Linked DNA regions of Mus musculus: region 2 is linked to region 1. A link is a contact called in public HiChIP or PLAC-seq data. All regions are on one chromosome and are shown on one strand. Each heading gives the region's core, a stretch centred on a gene start, on an enhancer-like site or on the middle of the called end of the contact. The rest is flanking DNA. Distances are from core to core; before and after follow the strand shown. Region 1 overlaps Osbpl8 (oxysterol binding protein-like 8). Region 2 overlaps Osbpl8 (oxysterol binding protein-like 8).

Region 1 (2,700 bases), core at 24-2,523:
CTGACCCCTAACTCCTAGGCACCAAAGCGAGATACCATGTAGCCTGTAGACCAGGCTGCTCTCAGACTTTGCATGCAGTCAAGGATGGCTCTGACTGTTTTTGAGGGATGAGAGGGAGGGTGACAGGGTGTTACTGTGTAGCCCTAGCTGGTCTAGAACTTGGTCTGTAGACCAGCTTGCCCAGGAAGTTCCCTCTGCCTTCAAAGTGCTGTGTTTGAAGATGTGTACCTTATCCCTGGCTTCCTTGAACTCTTGCCTCTGGCTTGTCTGGTATTATAGATGTGTATTGCCAAGCACAGTTTAAGAGTTGTGATTACTGTTTTAGGATTTCTTGGGTTCACAAGCCCATATTTATGTTCTACCTGTGAACTGCCTTGGTATGGAGCTGCTGTGTTGCTAGGGTACCCTTCATGGCCCTCCAGGCTGGTTAGACTCTTGGCTCTTTACGGGTGAGCATCTGCTCAGGGACCAGTATATCCTGTAGCTTGCTGTGCCTGGAGGAGCACTTGCATGCCCTGCACTTCATACTCTGGAGTGAACATCCAGAGACCAAGATGCACGCGTGGTGTGGAAGGTGCTGGCACTCTGATACTGGAGGAGTATGAGGAACAGTGCTGTAAGGAGGAAGCCTTCCCCTGTCTGTGAACTATCTGGATTGCTCTCCGCCTGCCCTGCATCCCTACCACAGAAAGGTCAGGTACAGCTCATTGGTAGAATTCGCTGGTTGGTGTCCTCCAAGCCACATAAGACCACACACACATCAAGCAGAATCTCCCTGTCAGTTGTGGAAGTGGGAGTTACGGGGCTTGGGGAAGGCAGCTCAAATAGGCCCTGGCTGCTGCAGTTGCATCTAATTTCCTGGACCTGTCTCTACAAGACTCCGCCTAGTGACCAACAGACCATGGTCAGAAAGCACGCTCAGACCTTTTTTGGCCCTCTGTGCTACTAATTACACCTTTGCTATGTATTGGCCATCCATGATTGTAGTAGGCTGCAGTGCAAGGCCTGGATGCTTGCTGCACATCTGGGAACAAATTCATAGAGCTGTCAGCAGGGATCAGAGACAGTGAAGTGGACTGCCTCTGGACTTGTCAAGAGCAGATTGAAGCTGCCATCAGGGAGAGTCTGAGGAACGCTGCCCAGATTATCCCTAGTCCAGTGCTCAAAGCCCCTCACGGCTCCAGGAGCTAGGGGTTCAGCCTCAGCAGCATTCCCACACACATTATAACCATCCAACAGTAGTCCTGGATAGGGGCCCTCTAGTGGCTACTAAATCAAGGAGGGCTCACTGCCACCTGCTCCCTGCCTCTAGGAAGATCTATACCACATTGAAGCCTGGATGGGGCTTATCTCTCTCTCCCTTGTAAGCCCTAAGAGGTCCTGCTTATCCTGAGGACCTGGTTAGCCACGTGGGAATCTTTATGGCCAGTCAAATACTGGTCAACTGGTCAGCTTGGCTCTTCTGTCTGTAGCTTAGGCTAGGTCAGATTGGTCAAACAAATCAATTCCTCTCTGTTTGGAATACTCATCTTCTCAACAGCCGGAACATTCCAGTGCCTTCCAGAGGGCCTTTCCAAGGTTACCAAATTTAGAGCAGTATCCTCAGACCTCTTGATAGGCATTCGTAGACGGTGAAAGTGACTTTAAACCTGGGTCCCAGAAGCGTAAGTCCTCTGTACTTGCATACGAACTGGGTATGGTTTCCAGCACCCAAGTCGGGCAATTTATTATGGCCTGTAGCTTCAGTTCCAGATGACCCAAAGCCCTTTCTGGCCTTTGAGCACCTACACACACAAACAATTAAAAATAAAAGTAATCTCAGGACCCCATGGGAATGACGTTAGCTGAAATACCCCACAAAGGGGAGGGAGAGTCTGTCAAGACCATATCCAGAGGTTAGGCATGGCCCCCAGCTGAGGGATGGAACCACTCAAAACTTTAACCCAGAATTGCTCCTGTCTAAAGGAAATTCAGAGACAAAGTGTGGAGCAGAGACTGAAGGAAAGGCCATCCAGAGACTGTCCCACCTGGGAATCCATCCCACATTCAGACACCAAACCCAGACACTATTGCTGGCAGGAGCCTGATTCCTGAGAGGCTGTGCCAGATTCTGACCACTACAGATACGGATGCTCGCAGCCAACCATCGGACTGAGCACAGGGACCCCAATGGAGGAGTTAGGGGAAGGACTGTAGGAGCTGAAGGGGCTTTATCTGGCATCAATGGGAGGGGAGGCCCTTGGTTCTGTGAAGGCTTGATGCCCCAGTGTAGGGGAAAGCCAGGGCAGTGAGTTGGGAGTGAGGGTGGGTGGGGAGCACCCTCACAGAAGCAGGGTAAGGAGAGATGTGATAGAGGGTTTGCAGGGGGGAAACCAGGAAAGGGAATGACATTTGAAATGTAAAAAAATACAATAATTTTTTTTAAAAAAAGTAAGTCTTTTAAAGAAAGATTTTGATTTCTTGCTGTAGGCCTTTTGATGTTTGGCTTTTTCTTTCTCTTTCTCTCTCTCTTTCTCTCTCTCCCTCCCTTCTGCCCTTCCCCCTCCCTCTCTCCCTCTCCCCTTCTCTTCCTTCCTTCCTTCCTTCCTTCCTTCCTTCCTTCCTTCCTTCCTTCCTTCCTTTCCCCCAAGACAGTTTTTCTGTATATCTCTAGCTATCTTGGAACTCGATCAGTAGACCAGGCTGACATCAAACTCACAA
Region 2 (2,961 bases), core at 364-2,863, 34 kb after region 1:
TAATAAAGTGCCCCATCATGTGTTCTCTAGGAGCTGCTACATCTTTTAATAGTTATCTGCACCCTGGTTTTTCTGAATTTTGTTTACCTCCCCCATTAGATTTTTAGACTATTGTTGTATTACTATACTTGTGTGGTAAAAAAAATATTTCTTGCATTCTTAATTATGTGCTCTATCCTGAGCTATGTATCTCACACACTTTCATGGGAATCTCTATAATACCATGAAGTAAATATTCTCTGTAGAAATGAAGAAAGTGAGATCCTCAAAGGGCCATTTGAGTAAGGTCCCTTAGCCAGGCAAAGGGTAATGCTGAGATTTAAAGTACAGATATTCTAACTGTTTTTCTTGTCATTGTATGCAAAGACATATTTTTATGTCATAAGCTCATCTGTATTACACATACTCTCTTAACCACCCTTTTAAAGTATTTTGTATTCAGTAGCTAATGTAGTGCACATTTTGAAAATTTTGTGTGACATGACCACTTCCCAGAGTTTGATTCTCTCAAAGCTAATTGTGTCTTTGTGGCTGGTATTCATTTGATACTGGGCACCACGTGGTTTCTGAGGCTTGGAGAACAAGTAACTACGTTCTTGTCTGTTGTAGATTTATGAGTCACAGAAATCAATATTTCCATAGCATTAGCAATCTTGTCTATGGCTTTGTAATATTCAGCAAGGTATACTTTGCCATTATTTTTATGCTATAATTTTTAGAAAGAGAATAGACTTCTAGGAACTGAGAAGAAATTTGTTATTACGTCTTCATTCATATCTTGGTCCTGACTCATTTCTTCTCTCCCTTCCTCCCTCCCTCCCTCCAACATAAAATTCACGGATCTGTGTAAACAATGCATATAATTTTCTAGGTGAAATTCCAGGTAAGCTAAGTTCTTTTACACTGAAAATTAAAATGGTTCAAACCCATCCTGAGGTTAAGCTTACATTGTAAGATCTACTGAAATGTTTACTAACCTGCATTTCTAATATAACCGGTTCTCATATCTCACCTGGTGTGATTGTGGTATGACAAGTGGTTTTGGTTGTATTGTTTCTATAACCTTTCCAAGTAACTGGTTGATTGAGTCAGATTTAGAGGAAAAGATTTCATGACGTCAATGGTCGGGTTTGTAGGTTTAAGTCTTTCATGGGCAGTTGGGACATTTCTTTGCTTTATGACCACAATTTTCTTTCTGTTGCCCCACCATTTAAAAGACATTATTTAGAGTAAGAAATCATATTGATGAGTTTTTGAGCTTCTCTCTGTGTAAGTACTTTGATGAAGGGGGGTGGGTTTAGTTATGACAAGAAACTACCAGTTCCAGAAGAATTACCAGTTATGCTCCATCACTACAAATGAGTTTAGAATAGTGGGAAGAATCCAGCTGTGTTGTTGATGACAGCTGAGGATGTTTGTAGGACTGAGGCAGTGTCTGTGTTGTGGCTACCCTGGTCTACATGCCTTAAGACAAAAAAAAAAAAAAAGATAGAGTTCTTATACTGTATATTAATTCTTTGTGTGTCATATTAGATGTGCTGGGTAGTTTTAGATCAGCTTGACACAACTATAGTCATGTGAGAGGAGGAAACCTCAATTGAGAAAACACCTCCCTAAGATCTCGCTGTAGGTAAACATGTAGGGCATTTTCTTGAACAGTGATTGATGTGGAGGGCCCAGCCCATTGTGGGTGCTGCCATCCCTGAGCTGGTAATCTTGAGTTCTATAAGAAAGCAGGATGGCCTAGCCACAGAGAGCAAGCCAGTAAGCAACAGTCTCTTATGACCTCTGCATCAGCTCCTGGCTCCCAGGTTCTCGTTTTAGCTCCTGTTTTGACTCCTTCAATGATGAATAATGATCGGGGTTTATTTGGCTTATGCTTCCTTTCAAGACATTAGATGTGCAATATATTAACATTTTGGAAATAAAAGAGGCTAGGCAAGTTTTACTCGTCTTAGAAAAGTTGAACTAATCTGTTTAGCAGATAGGAATGCAGAAAAGGACACATAAGAAATTTCTTACATGGGTCTGGTAAGGAGGCTTACTGGAGAAAGGGCTTGCTCCGTGAACTTGACGGCCTGTGTTTGATTCTCAGAACCCACGTAAAGGTGACAGGAGGGAAGTGACTCCACAGAGTTGTCCTAGACCCCACCTGCACTCTGCCATGAGCACCTCCCATATCCCCTACCAGAAATAACACTAAGAACCTCACTGTTTGTTAAGATTATAATAATTAGTAAGTCCCTTTTCACTCATGTGCTTATTCATTCATTATTTATTGAATGTCTATAATATGTCAGATTTTTTTGTTGCTTTAAAGCAGTAAAAATAGAGTTCTTACTTATAGTCTGTTAATTCTTTGTGTGTCAGATGTGCCGGCTAGTTTTAGATGATGTGAGAGGAGGAGCCCTCACTTGAGAGCAGGCCTCCCTAAGACCTGGCTGCAGGTGAGCATGAGGACAGCATCAGTGAACACAGCAGGGCACAGGCCCATTCTCAGTGCAGTGGAGTAAGGTCGGGATGGTGAGAGACAGTCAGTGTGGGGAGGAAGGGAGAGTAGGAAGGGAGAGTGGCAGCCTGGAGAAGGAGGGGCATACAAAGAGTCTTCTGAAGCAGCAGCTTTTGAGCAGAATCTTCAGGACTTACCCGTCTTCCCTTTTCCCATACCCCTTGCTCTGGTGGAGATTGAGCATGGGCCCTTATACCAGCTAGGAAGTGCTCTGCCCATTTCTGTACACTCTGTGTGTACATTTGGAGGTGAGATCTGGGTCTGCTTAAGTTCTTTCGGCTGGCCTTGTACTCGTTCTATAACCTAGGCAGACCTTGAATTTGTAATCCTCCTGCCTCAGGCTCCTAAGTAGCTGTGATTGCAGACTTGCAGAACCAAGCTTGGTTATAAGGGTTGTTTTCTGACCAGAAAGTGACAGTGTTCTTAGAACTTGTGGGTCTGTTGAGTTGGCC

Evidence for each region. HiChIP or PLAC-seq counts read pairs in DNA pulled down with a chosen protein or histone mark.
Region 2: a contact with region 1 is called in a BATF HiChIP or PLAC-seq map of CD8 T cells, with 15 read pairs. The contact joins two enhancer-like sites. A contact is called at or near these places in 6 of 39 promoter capture datasets (the 3T3-L1 cell line, 3T3-L1-derived adipocytes, the HPC-7 cell line and 3 more), 1 of 15 datasets of contacts at CTCF or cohesin (CD8 T cells), 23 of 484 Hi-C or Micro-C datasets (CD4 T cells, CD8 T cells, DN3 thymocytes and 12 more) and 4 of 115 datasets of contacts at active chromatin or transcription factors (CD8 T cells, the HPC-7 cell line, bone marrow-derived macrophages and 1 more).

The regions. Positions count from the first base shown.
Region 1 is chr10:111,179,573-111,182,272 of GRCm38.p6, forward strand. The region is part of intron 1 of Osbpl8 (oxysterol binding protein-like 8); the gene reads left to right. It also overlaps the pseudogene Gm17849. Among named protein-coding and RNA genes, the nearest start is that of Gm51266, 4.7 kb to the right of the region's middle. Within about 2 kb of position 1,274, at least 33 of the 459 cell types and tissues checked have an H3K27ac peak or open chromatin away from gene starts, as enhancers often do. A contact at or near this core is called in CD8 T cells and liver, where this site is marked.
Region 2 is chr10:111,213,243-111,216,203 of GRCm38.p6, forward strand. All of the region lies in intron 2 of Osbpl8 (oxysterol binding protein-like 8), which reads left to right. Among named protein-coding and RNA genes, the nearest start is that of Gm51266, 29 kb to the left of the region's middle. Within about 2 kb of position 1,614, at least 26 of the 459 cell types and tissues checked have an H3K27ac peak or open chromatin away from gene starts, as enhancers often do. A contact at or near this core is called in CD8 T cells and liver, where this site is marked.